Regions from separate parts of the Mus musculus genome. Here all the other regions are linked to region 2. Evidence: chromatin contacts called from public Hi-C, HiChIP or PLAC-seq and promoter capture Hi-C data. All regions are on one chromosome and are shown on one strand. Each heading gives the region's core, a stretch centred on a gene start, on an enhancer-like site or on the middle of the called end of the contact. The rest is flanking DNA. Distances are from core to core; before and after follow the strand shown.

Evidence for each region. Promoter capture Hi-C pulls out the DNA fragments that hold promoters and counts their contacts. Hi-C and Micro-C count contacts between places; a contact is called where the count stands out from the background. HiChIP or PLAC-seq counts read pairs in DNA pulled down with a chosen protein or histone mark.
Region 1: a promoter capture Hi-C map of hippocampal neurons shows a contact between it and region 2, with 3 times the contacts expected there. The contact joins the enhancer-like site here to the promoter of Aig1 in region 2. A contact is called at or near these places in 6 of 39 promoter capture datasets (the 3T3-L1 cell line, 3T3-L1-derived adipocytes, embryonic stem cells and 3 more) and 3 of 9 other capture datasets (adipose tissue, liver and pancreatic islet).
Region 3: a contact with region 2 is called in an H3K4me3 HiChIP or PLAC-seq map of bone marrow-derived macrophages, with 5 times the contacts expected there. The contact joins the enhancer-like site here to the promoter of Aig1 in region 2. A contact is called at or near these places in 5 of 39 promoter capture datasets (the 3T3-L1 cell line, 3T3-L1-derived adipocytes, hippocampal neurons and 2 more), 9 of 484 Hi-C or Micro-C datasets (bone marrow-derived macrophages, conventional type 1 dendritic cells, cortical neurons and 5 more), 3 of 115 datasets of contacts at active chromatin or transcription factors (bone marrow-derived macrophages, embryonic stem cells and microglia) and 4 of 9 other capture datasets (adipose tissue, liver, macrophages and 1 more).
Region 4: a Hi-C map of nephron progenitors shows a contact between it and region 2, with 3 times the contacts expected there. The contact joins the enhancer-like site here to the promoter of Aig1 in region 2. A contact is called at or near these places in 6 of 39 promoter capture datasets (the 3T3-L1 cell line, 3T3-L1-derived adipocytes, cranial neural crest and 3 more), 7 of 484 Hi-C or Micro-C datasets (bone marrow-derived macrophages, brain, cerebellar granule neurons and 4 more), 1 of 115 datasets of contacts at active chromatin or transcription factors (bone marrow-derived macrophages) and 3 of 9 other capture datasets (adipose tissue, macrophages and pancreatic islet).

The regions. Positions count from the first base shown.
Region 1 is chr10:14,115,232-14,118,854 of GRCm38.p6, reverse strand. The region is part of intron 2 of Hivep2 (human immunodeficiency virus type I enhancer binding protein 2); the gene reads right to left. All of the region lies in intron 2 of Gm51759 (a long non-coding RNA gene), which reads left to right. Among named protein-coding and RNA genes, the nearest start is that of Gm51759, 10 kb to the left of the region's middle. Within about 2 kb of position 1,639, at least 25 of the 459 cell types and tissues checked have an H3K27ac peak or open chromatin away from gene starts, as enhancers often do. A contact at or near this core is called in adipose tissue and hippocampal neurons, where this site is marked.
Region 2 is chr10:13,867,361-13,871,084 of GRCm38.p6, reverse strand. Aig1 (androgen-induced 1) reads left to right here and starts at 2,128. Exons shown (of 6, transcript NM_001347362.1): 1 at 2,128-2,467. The coding sequence starts at 2,327.
Region 3 is chr10:13,683,385-13,686,714 of GRCm38.p6, reverse strand. All of the region lies in intron 4 of Aig1 (androgen-induced 1), which reads left to right. Among named protein-coding and RNA genes, the nearest start is that of Pex3, 130 kb to the right of the region's middle. Within about 2 kb of position 2,049, at least 26 of the 459 cell types and tissues checked have an H3K27ac peak or open chromatin away from gene starts, as enhancers often do. A contact at or near this core is called in bone marrow-derived macrophages and macrophages, where this site is marked.
Region 4 is chr10:13,713,103-13,716,880 of GRCm38.p6, reverse strand. All of the region lies in intron 3 of Aig1 (androgen-induced 1), which reads left to right. Among named protein-coding and RNA genes, the nearest start is that of Aig1, 150 kb to the left of the region's middle. Within about 2 kb of position 2,185, at least 45 of the 459 cell types and tissues checked have an H3K27ac peak or open chromatin away from gene starts, as enhancers often do. A contact at or near this core is called in cerebellar granule neurons, cerebral cortex and nephron progenitors, where this site is marked.

The DNA of each region.
Region 1 (3,623 bases), core at 390-2,889, 250 kb before region 2:
GAAGTTCACAGACAAATTCTGAGAACCTGAAGGATGAACAAGAACATTCAAGCTGTTGGTGCTGACAGTTAACTTAATGGGCATGCTGTGTGTCTTCACCCACAGAAACTGCCAGCTCTCAAAAACTAAAATTTGGGATTGTATCACTCAAAAAGCATTACTTTAATTTAAAAATTTTCTCGCTAAAGGGAACTGCAACCCTATAGGTGGAACAACAATATGAACTAACCAGTACCCCGGAGTTCTTGCATATGTATCAAAAGATGGCCTAGTCGGCCATCACTGCAAAGAGAGGTCCATTGGACTTGCAAACTTTATATGCCCCAGTACAGGGGAACGCCAGGGCCAAAAAGGGGGAGTGGGTGGGTAGGGGATTGTGGGGGTGGGTATGGGGGACTTTTGGGATAGCATTGGAAATGTAAACGAGGAAAATACCTAATTAAAAAAAATGTTACAAAAAATTTCTCTTTTAACATAATGCAAATCTTTGAATAAATATTTTCATTAAAAGAGAATTTCTTGTAACAGAGTAGAAGCAATTTAAAACACAATGCTATAGTTACAACTAGATGTACTGTGGCTAAGGAGATAGTTCAGTTGATAATGTGCTTGCTTGGTAAGCCTGAGGACATGAGTTTGATCCCCAGCCAGGGCTAGGCAGATTCCAGGGTTCACTAGCTAGCTAGTGTAGCATACTCAGTGAGTTCCGAGCCAGGGAGAGACTGTCTCAAAAACTAAAGTGGACAGTGTGCCTAAGGAAGGACACCCAAAGTCTGCCTCCATGTGCATGTGTGTGCAACTGCACACATATGTGCACTGTGGGCACAAAATCAAATCAAATGCACCAAGCATGGAAGCTGTGGCCCTGCAGTTCAAGCTGCCATTCTGTCTCCTGGTCTCAGAGGTTCCCCACGAAGCTTCTATAGAGAGTCATCATCAGGTAACTTCATACGCTCAGACAACCTCATAAAAATTCCTTTTCAGCTGCTACATTCTGTGCTAAAATTAATTTCTGAACTATGAATCCAAAACCAAAAAAAGAGAAAAAACTAGAGCTCCTTCATAGATACTAGTAAGTAATAAAGAAAAGAACTTTATTATACTATGAATTAATATTTATCTAAATCTAGTATAAAGAAATTCAAGGAAGATCACATTACTTAACCCAAGTATACCATCTGAGATTTTTTTGACTCTATGCATAAAAGGTTAACAAAAAAATAATATTATACATCTTGGTGTGGTATTGCCTACCTGCAATCCCAGAACTCAGGAAGCTGAGGGCAGAAGATAAGCAAATTCTAAGTCAATCTGGGCTACACAGGACATCAGAATACTAAAAAAAAAAAAAAAAAAAAAAAAATGACTGCCATGCCCACAGATGGACACTGTATATTTATTAATTAAGACTGCAACAGCACCTTGGTCTATAGTGTGGCAAGATGATCCCAAAACTTTTGCCAAAGAACTAAAGAACCACAACCCGACAGTGAAAAGGTGCCATGTCCTGGGACCACCTCTTACAAAGACTTCGAGGGTTCTCACCCCTCCTCCCTTCCCCTCATCACCTTACTGCACCCCTGAAGTAGGACTTTGGGACACCCTATGCACTTTAAGATATGACTCATTACAAGCAAGCAGGCCCAGTTGGTTCCTCTAAAGACACAAAAGGCACAAAAAATAGCTTCTGCGATTGAGGCAGAAGCCACGTCAGCAAGCAGATGAATGTGGGTGGCCAGATAAGATTCTACCGCAGCCAAGAGCAAATTATTAAGCAAATGCTGGATTTATTTTCTGTTTTAAACTTGGTTCTTCTTGCCTCAAATCAACCACTGTGAACACTCAAAATGACAGCTGTCAAGCTCCTCTCTAACCTGGAAATGTCATCAAAGACAAGGACCATGGCTGCTTCCCATTAGAGGAAGAGAAAGAATGTCTGAAAGCCAAAAATGAAAGAAAAGAAAATACCACCATACTCAAATAGCATCTCTTAGAAGAAGAAGGAGGAGGAGGAGGAGGAGGAGGAGGAGGAGGAGGAGGAGGAGGAGGAGGAGGAGGAGGAGGAGGAGGAGAATCATATTCAAAAGAAGCCTGGTCACACAGCCTCAGAAAGGGGGAAAAACAAAGCAAAAACATTTTCTCTTGTATGTGGAATATGAGAGAAATATCATGTATAAAATAATATATGTATACATGTGAGTATATACACATGTGGGTACAGTATCACATGAAGAACAGAAAACAACAAAGGCTAACATATGAGATTGAGGAGGGAACTGAATCCAGATAATGAGTGTGAGTTTTAGAAGAGGCTGTAAGGTTAATTGTTTTTCTAGTTCTAAGTCCATTCTGGATTTTTGGGCAGAGGGCTTGGGTGGTGCATAAGATATTATTGCTATCAAAAGTGTAAAATTTAATGTGAAGCTGCACAGCTTCTATTCCGAATGCCTATTCTAATTGTACAAAATTCTACTGAGTTGCAAAGACTGCGGGTTTGGTTAATTGTGGGATGTGATTTTTTTTTTATTTACTTGAAATTTCGTTTTCCTTACAAATAAAGATTTGTCTGCTCATTTTCAAAGAGTGAAAATAAAGTCCCTTTGTAATAGGAACTTATACTAAAGTCAAACAAACAAAACCCATGTCATCTCTCAGCATAAAAGGAGAACAAATCATTGAACTCTTTTGCATTCGCATCATCTAAGACATAAATGGAGCCAAGATGCCATAGATAACTGAAAGTTTTAGGCAACAACTCTGTGCAGTTTCCGTAACTGGGTATCTAACAGTCACCACAGGAAGAGGTAAGAAAGACAGAGAGAGCTCAGCTCTCAGTAGATCAGCACAAATTCCAATTCACTATTACTGCCAGCCACCTCCACTGACCAGGCATCCCCTGTGAATGGCTGACAAGCTGAGACCAGGGAAATGCCCTTAGTTCTGGCTGTACAAGGGTTACCGGAAATGGGACATACTTTTCTCAGACCACGTTCTTATCTCTGAAGTTTCAGATTACTGCTCCCTTTTCACCACTTCACACAAAGAAGAAGAAAGTAGACCCAACAGATGTATAATTCTGTGACTTAACCTGAATTATTGCAAGTTTGGTTTTCTCTTGGAAATCAACAAACCTTAGTGACATTGTTATGCTCTGACCTTGTAGAACATTACTGTGATGTTAACGCAGAGATTCCAATGATATTAAGATGAATATCACAGAATTGATTGGAGTGAGTTTGCCCAGACAGGCAATCACTTATAGTCCTGCAAGCTAGGCAATTATTTTCATTATTAAAATGAAGACATAGTCAAACTCTCTTGGAAAATTAATTTTCCCATTAATTTTAAGTGATCTTTTAAAGCTTGGCTTCTCCATCAAAATAAAAGAAAAATATTTCCCCAAACTGCTGGTTTCTTGATTTCATTTCCTAGAAATGAATATGTGGTACATTGTTTTTTACAACGTACCACTTTAAAAAAAAAAAACAACTTTACTTTTAGGTTATTAGATTTGTATGAAAATCACCAGGTGACAAAAATCACATTTAATAAATACTAAGTTTGCCATAAAGGTTGCTGATGAATGTTGTTTTAAAAAGTCTCCGGGTTGCAGAAACCCAGTG
Region 2 (3,724 bases), core at 879-3,378:
GCAGACATTTCTTCCGCACATTGACCCTGGAACTCTTGAAATCCAGTGTGGAATCATGTAGGTACAAATACATAATCTGTTTCATAGAAGGAACAGCATTTTGAGTGAAGTTTAAAGTCCATGCCATATTGTCCTTGATACATTGAAAATACAATTAATATTCAGGTTACTATCACCCCACAGAGAATACCTGTCAGTCATGACTAAGATGCTAAGACATGGACTAAAAAGCAAATGAGAGGGCTGGCTTAGTGATTAAGAGTACTGACTGCTCTTGCAGAGGATCCAAGTTCAATTCCCAGAACCCACATGGCAGCTCACAACTGTCCGTAACTCCAGTGCCAGGGGGCGCAATACCCTCAAAGACATAAATGCAAGCAAAACAGGAAATGAGAATTTAAAAAATATTTTATAAAGCAAAATGAAACCCATTGAACACGCTATGAAAATATGATCAAGAATCTCAAGAATCTGGGATTGACATTTTTAATGAAGCACAATTTCAGCCCAGGTTTATATAAAATGTTCCATTATTAAAAACACAAAATCATCTCACAAGAAGATAATCAATCAAGATAATGAAAGCAAGTCTGTTAAAATCGTCTCAAAACACCCCTCTGGGGATTGGCAGGGAGAGCAACAGAACTCTTGATGTCATAGTAATTATTCAAAAATTCTCCATAGTAAACTCTTAAATAGCTTCATAAAACAATACTTTATAATTATGGGAATGGGTAGAAATCTTGTGAACTACTTTCTCAAATGTAAAGTAGGAGGGTTGTATCAAACTTTGTAATATCACATCACTTTATAAAACTTCATTAGGCCCAAGTGAGAGGGCTTCAGTAAATTCATTTTTTCTTGTAATTATATGAACATTCATTAAGGACACACACACACACACACACACACACACACACACACACACACACGCAAATAGATCCTGTTTAAACATGAGTATGAACTCATAAATTCTGAGTGAAGAATGCTTTATGCTAGTAATATCATCTTGTGATTTCAGTTTCTTTCAGCATAATTATGTCAATTAAAAAGACCTAGTGGCTCTCTTCCCTAGTGGAGTGGAAAAAACTACGAGTCGGATTTGTTTGCTTCTCTTTACCTCTGAGACTATGCTTTCCCCTAGACCTTCCCACCACACCCTCTGACTCAGAGACTATTTGAATGGGACACCTGTTTTGAATGGATCCACAGGAAATACTCATGTGGTCTTCTCATAACCGGACCCTTTATCTGGTTGGTTGAAACATGATCATGATTTAAAAGAAAACAAAAACCCTACTCTGCCCACAGACTGTTGCAACTTCCCTGTGACAACATTTACTGGAAGGCTGAGGGAATCCAGTTTATATTTACTTTCCTCCCATTCAGCTCTGGTGCGGTAGTATAAGGGAGGTGGGTTGGGAAATGTCGAAGTGCAAAAGGAATTTTAACTCCGAAAGATTTGTATTAAATCACACATGCGTGGGTGAGGTTTACATCCTCCGGGTGGTTTGACTTTCAAATGGAATGCTGTCTCGTAGCAGTCATGGCAATCAGCACAGATTTCTATTTATAAAACTTGCCCTGGTCAGTAATTGCTAAAGTAGCTTGCCATCAAGCCTCATGACCTGAGTTCGATGGAGGGGACTCACACCTGAGCTGTCCTCTGGCCTCCACGTTTGTCCTGTGGTACATGCATATACCCACAAGACGTAATAAAAAGTTTAAAAAAGAATTTGTTCAAAGCTCGTGCATACTGATAAATTATTAAAGCCTTGTGAAATTTATAAGGGGCTTCACAGTCATAAATGCTCATTAACATTAAACCCTCAACTGAATCCTAAGTAATGGGTGTCACTGGAGGGGGACTGTGTGTGGCTTTACACGTTCTGACCCCATCTGGTGCCATGGCAGCCAGCACCAGCTGCCCGGGGATGCCGGGTCCGGACCGGTTCGGTCAGGTCCTTCCCGTCTGGAACCGTGGTTGCCCGAAAGGCGCTCCCACCTTGGAGGCCGGGGGGGGGGGGGGGGGGTGGACCTCGCGGACCGCCTAGGGGGCGCCCGGCCGGTACGACGAACGCCGCTGCAGAATGACGCAGATGACGCCAGAGATGACACCAGGCCGCCAGCTCGCGTAGGCTGCACTGCCGCCCCGCCCGCGCAGGTCTCCGGTGCGCTCGGCGCCGCCACTGTCCCCGGGGACGCGCCCCGCCTCCTGCGCTCCGCCCCTCGCCGCGCCGCGCCCCGGTTCCCACGGCGCCCGGCACCGCGGAGCAGCTCGCCTGCCCTCCCCACGAGCAGCCCGGCGGGGCCAGGCCGCGCGAACATGGCGCTTGTCCCCTGCCAGGTGCTGCGGGTAGCAATCCTGCTATCCTATTGCTCCATCCTGTGCAACTACAAGGCCATCGAAATGCCCTCGCATCAGACCTACGGAGGCAGCTGGAAGTTCCTGACCTTCATTGATCTGGTAAGGCCGTGGGCTGCACCCCCGTGTGCGTGCGTGCGTGTTTGTGCGTGTTTGTGCGTGTGTGCGTGTTTGTGCCTGTGTGTGTGTCACGGGAGCACCAACGCGTGCTGGCCACCAACAGCCACGCTGGGCTCCACTGAAGGCCTGGATGCCCTTCTCACCTTTACCTGGTAGGTAGAGGAGGAAAACATGGGAGTACAGCCAAACGGGCACAGGCCTGCTTCTAAGAAGTGACCAGGGAATAGGATTGTGCCACCAAAAGCATCTGTTGGCCCCGATCATGAGTGCCCTCAGATTAATTCTCCACCGAAGTGTTTTCCAGAACCACATGCAAAGGTAAACTTGCAGCACCCAAAGGAGACATGAGTATTGTCTGGTTCCATGGAGCATGGCTTAGAAACACACAAACACACCTCCTTCCGGAGGAGGGAAATCGCCCCATAGGAAAAAACCCTTGCACATGTTTTTCTGCCCACTGTCAACAATTTGTTTAAAACTCTTTCTAGAAACACTGAGAGAGCAGTTCACGGTGAGGCTCCACCTGGCAACTACTGAACTTCTAGTCGTTCACATTGAAAGCCTGCAGTTTGTGTAATCATCTGTTCTGTTGACACGTGATAATTTTAAAGAGGAGCAGACAACGATAATTATTTTTAAGTTTTTATACCTTGGGTACCGAAAGCACTCCTGTAGATAATCAGAGGGCACAATGCCTTGTAATGACTTGGGGTAGGTGTAGAGCTTTGAAAAGTCACCAAGACTAAGTCATAAATACATTCAAAGGTTATCAAACAAGGGTCGTGTATGGAAACACAAGCAATTAAAAGATCACGGAGAAAAACATACAATCAACTCCTGGAACGCAAAGACTCTGAGGTTATGCATAAGCTTGGTGCAATCACAAGGTTGGCACAAATTTTCTTGACCCTCCACTTTGACAAATTTGAACCTATTTGAATATCGTTCCGTCGGTGTAAGATGCCTAAAGAGATACAGGTAGATGTTTTCAAAAAACCTTCTATTTTCAATATATAAGATATACGCAACTTTTCCCACCTGCCTCTAGGCAAAGGGCTGCCTGGTGTTGCCTGCCTGAGTTGGGCTTTTCAACTTCTTATTGGAATTAACTTCCGTCTGAATATATGCATTCCCTACCAGCGTCTTTTTCCTCCTACTGTCTGCCCACCTGAAGAACACATGATAGGACTTTGCTCTCAGCTTCTTGTAGCTTTCATATAGATGGCTAACTCTGGGAGT
Region 3 (3,330 bases), core at 800-3,299, 180 kb after region 2:
TTCAGATTTTCCGGTAGTAGAGTCCAGGGTTCAAGCCAAAAGTGTGATACCTTGGCTAGTGAAGAGGTAGCTAAGGACTCCCTTCCCACCGTCAAAGCAGCTCACTCTCCTCCAAGGCCCTCTCCCCAGCTCTCCCAGCCTAGACTGGTAAGGGGCAGTGAGTGCCCTTGCTACTTGACTATGAGTTCTGTGGAGCCTCCTGAGAAGGAGGTACCTCTCCATACTCATAAAGGCAAGCACTGGAGAATCCTTGGTGACTGTTGATGCTGAGGCTGGAATGTGGTCTCAGGACCTTCTGTATGCCTCACAGCTGAGCCGGGAGGGATACAGCAAGTAAGGGAGGGGCAGCCGTGGGACAGGCCACTGTCCTTCCGTTTCTGTCCTGAAATAGATAAGCTGCAGAGGAAACTGCTTTACCAGAGGGAAGTCTGGCACTGAGGTATCTCCATGGCCCAATGACAAGTGAAACTTTGAGACAAGAATTTTCCAAGAGCAAGCAACCGAGTATGTACTGCCATAGTCAGAGGTCACGGGAACTTTGGTTTTTGCCTCCTCTAAAATGGGAACAAACATCTGCCTCTCAGAGTTGTGGAGACTAATGAACTCATAAGAAGAGTCCCTCATGAAAGTCTTTCATCTCTCTAAGCAGGAAAAATAAAAAGAATCCTGCATGTCTGCAGAGTCTCTTTCTCTTTCCCAAACAGCGTTTTTATTTTCATTCTATGTCCTGTTCTCATGGGCCTTGCTCCTCTTTCATGGTGATTGTCTCTCTGAATTCTCTATTGAGAATGTTGAAAGCATTTTTTTTTTTTTCTGAAACGTTCCTATGGTTCACGTATTAAGTTATTTCCAGAGCTCAGCTCTCCCTTGGGAGCCGAGAATGTCATTGCTTTCCCATTATCCCAATCTGCTCATTTTTTTTCACAAGTGCTTTGCCGAAAAAGCATTGTTTTCTTGGATTCTAACAAGAAGCCTGTGTGGACAACTGAGAATTTCCCACCTGACGGTGATTTGCCCCGGGTCCCTCACAGTGTTCACCAGTGTGCGGGTCACATGAGTTCCTTAGCTCTGCACGTGAACTAAGAAGGCCTGAGCATACTGTCCATGCCAATCCCCAGTACTGATTGTTCAGTTCCATCCTCTCCCACCCAAAAGGGCTGGTTCTCAGTTGCTCTCCGTGTCCCTGGAGAGCTAAGAATTAGAGGCGCTGTTGACCTTGCCTGCTCACAGATAACTTTCCCTGTGAGCCTTCCTCAGCCTCTCAGCTCCCTCCAACCATCCTGTCACTAAGGTTGCTTTCCCCTTGGCTTTCGGAATCACTGACTGAGTGGATGCTGCCGTCTCTTTGATGCAACCTGCATCTCTGTCTACCCCTCTCCCTCATTCCCCTTATGCCTTTCACCTTTTATTTCAGGACAAGGAAGGGATCTAACTGGCCACCTCTGCAAACATTTTTTTTAGTGCCCATTTTCTCCTCCCCGGCAGGGAGTCTCCAAACCTGTGCTCAGCACATACCCCCTCCACCCAAACTACTCTGTAACCTTCCACTGATGACCTCATTCCTTGATGACTTTAGTCTCCCTTCTAGACGCTTCCAGTCAATATCTGAACCCATTTCTTGACTCTGCCTTACAAACACTGCTCTTGTACGAACAGTCCCTGGGCACCTACCTGCTGCCCAGTGTGTCACAGCTGAGCTGCTCTCACGACTTCCCTACACCATATTGTATCCATTCTCACATTCATGTTTAAAAGTCAGGACACAGGGCCTGGAGAGATGGCTCAGCGGTTAAGAGCACGAACTGTTGTTCCAGAGGTCCTGAGTTCAATTCCCAGCAACCACATGGTGGCTCACAACCATCCATAATGGGATCTGATGCCCTCTTCTGGTGTGTCTGAAGAGAGCAAAAGTGTACTTATGCATAAAATAAATAAATAAATCTTTAAAAGGAAAAAAAAAAACAGTCAGGACACTGTACTGTTTGGAGAATGAACTCCTGACTCTGACTGGCTGAGCCTGAGTCATGTTCCTAATGTATGACTTGGGATAGTCATGTGACCCCTCTCTGTCTCATTCTTCTTATCTGTAGACTAGATGATTAATAGTACCCATCACCCTCAAAAGACTGTTGGATCACTATGATAATATTAATGTTCAGCTTTGCATATGCCCAGAGTACATATTGTTACTATTATTAGCCCACCTCAGTGTGGCTTAACTGTTCATTAGCAAAACCTGTACAGATGTCACAAGACATCACCAGTGACTTTTGTTCATTGAAGTTGCACATGCTTTGTAGGATCTCTATTGTTGCATTATCCCTACTTTTCAAAACACCGTCTTCCTGTAACTTCAGGACTCTTGTCAGTCTTCCCACGAATATCTCCCATGTCCGAGGATCATGGCAATCTCTCTTAGTTTCTTTGTGGTCTTTTTCCATCTACACAAAACCCCATATTGGAGTTCTTCAGTGCCCAGTGCCAGCTCCTTCACTCTCCCTGAGTCATCCCGTCTCTTCTGTGATCATCAGTTCAGAAACTCTCCTAAGCATATGTTATATCTACTCATTTAGCAATTACAAAACCGCCTCTGGCCATACCTAAATTCCCTATCCCATGCACCAACTTGCACCCCCTCCCCCAGCCCCAACATCATCAGCCATCCATTACTCATACCAGAAACACACCAGACATCCTGAAGTCATCTTTCCGGTGTCAACAACAGGCCACCAGTTGCTCAGACTTGTGCTTCCGAGGCATCTTCAGAAGCTTCACACTTCACTCTGCCTCCGGGGTTCAAACTATGATCCGAGCTCCAGAAGTGTCGCCTGAGCTATAGCATGAAGCTCCCACCCCCTGCCATCCCCCTGTCTGTCCACAGACGGTTTTTTAAAAAAATGATCTGAGTGTATAGACATCTCTTTGCCTCTATGGATTGAGTCCAAAATTCCTTACACCCTTTAGGCTACTCTTCATTACCTGGCCCTGCTGACGCTCTGGCCTCCTCCTCCTCTTCTTCCTCTTCTTCCTCCTCCCCCTCCTCCCCCCCTCCTCTTTCCTTAGTTCTCCAGCCACAATACTATCCACCTGCAGCCACTCTGTCAATCACAGTAAGTGCCCCTCATCTCTGAAGCTTTCCCTTGCTCCATATTCCATGGAGCTCACTTCTCCCAATGTAGGTCTGCCGTTGTCACCCGTCGATCAGGCTCCAATCCCTGCATCTTGTTTTCAGGGAGCTTTCCTTCTCTCATGCCCCTTATTTGGTTCAGTTTTTCTGTGGGGCATTATTGTCAGCTTTTTTGCAATTCCATCAGGGGACTTCAAAACTAG
Region 4 (3,778 bases), core at 936-3,435, 150 kb after region 2:
ACTGGGATTTCAGACACACTCTGACAAGTAGCTTTCCCTCTTCCCCACCCGACCCTAGGTGCTGGGGATTTGAAGCAGGGCCATTATGCTTGTATAGCAAGCACTTTACCAAACGCACCACCCCAGCTTCCTTCTGGCCTTTCCTTTTTTTTTTTTTTTTAAACGTTTATAATCTAGCAAGTAGATATTTCGAACATACAATAATGAATGACTCCATTAGGGTATCCCAGGGGACTAGTCTAGGGATAGAATACGGTTGCAGTGGAACCACAGACAAAAGTCAGGCAATTTGCACTTTTCTGTCTTGGCTTTGTGGTCACTCTTTCAGAATGTTTTAATATAAATAGTTATTGTAATCCTTTCTAGTGTTCTCCTTTTGCTGTTCCACATCAAAACATATGCATGGCTATCCTGAAGTATATTCTTACAAAACAAACATCAGCAACAAGCGGGGCTAATCATCAGGCTGGCAGCCACCCAAGTGTGTATTAGGGCACTGGTGTCCCACGAGACCCACTGGAACTTGTAATGACTCTTTGGGTCATGATTTTGTACATGTAAGGGAAAATTACTTGTGGGCAAGTGCCCTGAGCCAGGTTGTCCTGGACTCTTATGTGTTGAAAGGTCAATATGGACTTATGCTAGCATCACAAGAACAACCTTTAACCAGTTCCCTTTGAGAGGAAAAGGTGACCTATGTGAAATTGCTGCACTTGAATCTGATAATGTTTCCTGTTTGTTCTCTGTGTGTCTGATACTAGGTTTTCCTTCTCACCCTAGTTTATTTTTGCTTTGAGAATTTTCCCATTTGCTCTCTCACTTCCTGACTTTTCTCAGTGAATAGTCTAAGCCTTGTCCTGTTTCTTCATGTTTCTGTCTCTTTAAAAATGCTCTCTTCCTCATTTTCCTATAAAGGTCTAATGTATTCATGGACTTTTATTAGTTTATCTATAATACTACTACCAATGGTGTTATACACACAAAGTAAAAAACACCTAATATGTATATGTAACAGGGCCAACAAGAAGGCTCAGCAGGGAAAGATTTTTGCTGCCACACCCGAAACCTGAGCTCAGTCCCTTGGACTCATGTGGTGGAAGGTGAGAATTGTGTCCCACAAGCCACCCTCTGACCTCCACACTTGCTCCATGACACACACACCTGTGTGCACACATATGAACAGAAAGAGGAGCGCTCGACGCTCCTCGCTGCTGCTATTATAAGTGCATTCATTGTAGAGTGTTTTACAAGGAAGTTCGAGGAAACTCAATTGGATAACTATTTTTCAGTGTCTAAACATTTTTAAATATCTTGTTAGTTCATAATTAGCCATATCTTAGTTTAAGAACGATTCACTCCTTAGGGATAATTAAGATAATGTTTTAAAAATAATTTTGCTAGTGTGTAAAGCATGGGGAAACACCTTTGCTGCTGTAGCTGAGGAAGTCTGTATTTTATCTTGTGTTTGTTTGTTTGTTTGTTTGTTTGTTTTTCGTAGACGAATGATTATTTCTTTAGCTTAGATTTCCAGAACTTGAATGGCAGTCCTTGGAATGGGGTTTAAGATCATGTGTAATAGGGAAATGTGCTGTCAAGCTGCTGGCTGTGTTATATTCTTTCTCCAGTGACCACAGCCACAGGGTTTTCACCTCATCCTTGCATCAGCATGCGCTTTTATTTGAAAAGAAAAGTCCGAGGATTTGCGTGTGAAACTGCTAGCTGTTGCATGGGAGCATGCCCTTCTGTGTGTTTATCATTCACTCCCACTCATTCCTTACCTCTCCACCAGCTTGTGCCCCACACTGCTCTTTTCTGGTCCTTTTCCTTGCTCTCCACAGATCCTTTTTCCTCCCGTCAGTTATTTTTGTAAATTCTCTTTTGTCCGATGTCCGGTAACGTGTGGGGCAGAGGGATCCAAATTACATTTGAAGATCATTTTTATGAGTTGTTCCCAGCAGGCATCGTCAAGGCCCCAAGTTTGCTTTTTGTCCCCCACTGTGAAAAACTGATTGGCAGCTGGTGACTGGCAGGGCTCTGGTGCTTGGCACTCACAGGAAACCCTGCAGGAGGTGCCCAGAGCCATGGCGGATGAAGTGTGGCCGAGCCAGCACAAGGTGGGGGACCAGATGTCACCCGATTATGTTCCCTTGAAATCCAGACAAAGCCCCACATTCAGGATCGTTGCCTTGAGACTCCCTGGGTGGAAACTGGAACCCATCCAGAATTTCACAACAGCTGGGCTCCCTAGGCCAGGATTTATGTGCCTTGCAGAAAATGTTACCTGGATGTTATTGATTGGTTTCTGTGAAGCTATCAAACAGTATTCTGAAGACCCAAAGCATACTGCTTTCTGCTGAAACTAAAAAAAAAAAAAAAAAAAAAAAAAAAAAAAAAAAGGCCATATATCACTGAAGCTGCCAGGGTCTCATTAGAGGCTTGGGAAGGCTGAAAGGGAGATGTTTTTCTTATTTACGCCACCCGTGTTAATCTTTGAGGCCATGTGCTGATGTTCTCTGCTTTCTGTGACAAGACCCCTCTCCTAGGAGGAGACAGAGCCCACCCTTCAGAAGTAAATTATATTGTAAAATCAGTTTTCCAGGGAGACCAGTAGATGAGAGCTTTTGTCTTGATGTTTCCTAATCCCCAGTTACACGCTAGGAAGTCGCAGTCTTTTCAGATTCACATTATCGCCCGGGTCATTTTCGTTTGTGTTCTTTCTCTTTCCTCAAAAGGCAGGCAAGCCACAAGCCCAGAGCTATCTGAGTGGCAAGGAGAGAAAAACAAAGCAACACACACACACAAACACACACACGCACACACACATGCACACGCACGCACCTGCCCCACACTACCCCAAAGTTGCTACAGTCAATTGTGCTGAGTTGTGGAGATGGGTTCATTTGAAAACCAAAAGCAATCATCCGGGCTAGGAAGGCAGGTGGTGCTGCTGGTGAACTGTGTGCTGCTCCAGCAATAAGAACCTGAGTTTGGAACCACAGTCCCTGTGTACAACAGGGACTCAGAGTCAGGTAGAGGTGGGCAGATCTGGAGTCTAGATGGCCTGTCAGCTATCGAAACTGGTAAGCTTCAAGTTCAGTGGGAGACCCTGCCTCAAAAACTAAAGCAGAGAGTGATGTAGGGAGACACCCCTGTCTGTGCCTGGCTTCTACATGCAAACAAATACACATGCACACACAAACACACACCTGTTCTCACTCATGCTCACAATCACATAAACACACTCATTCTCTCCCTCTCCCCCGCCCTCTCTCTCTCTCTCTCTCTCTCTCACCTATTTTCTAAATCATAGAATTGGGAAAGCATGCCCAGTCATACGGTATTGGGCTTAATGTATTCCTGATGTAAAGTCAAGAATGGTACTTTATGCCTTGGCTTTAAAACTGGGTGCTCCTGCTGTCTCCATCACCTGATAAAGCCCAAGAGCCTCTCGTCATTCTATTTCTCTCTCCCCCTCTTGTTGCCTGGCGGTCTTCAACTTACTCTCAGACCTCACAGTGAGATTCTGGAACTAACCCTCTCCATTAGAAACAAACAAAATAAATTGCTCCCATTCCCCAAAGGAATGTGCTAAAGCCTCTTTCCTCTGTAACATGGATGCAATTTAAGTTTGGCAAGGGCTGCCTACAATCTACTTCACTAGGAGGAGATGGATTTCTGAGAGACCTGCAGAAAGGACCAGGCATCCCTCTGCCCTCCCTGTGAACTTACAATGACAGAAAGTCAGGCTTGTGCTTTCTGCATCCCCTGTGTGTCTGCA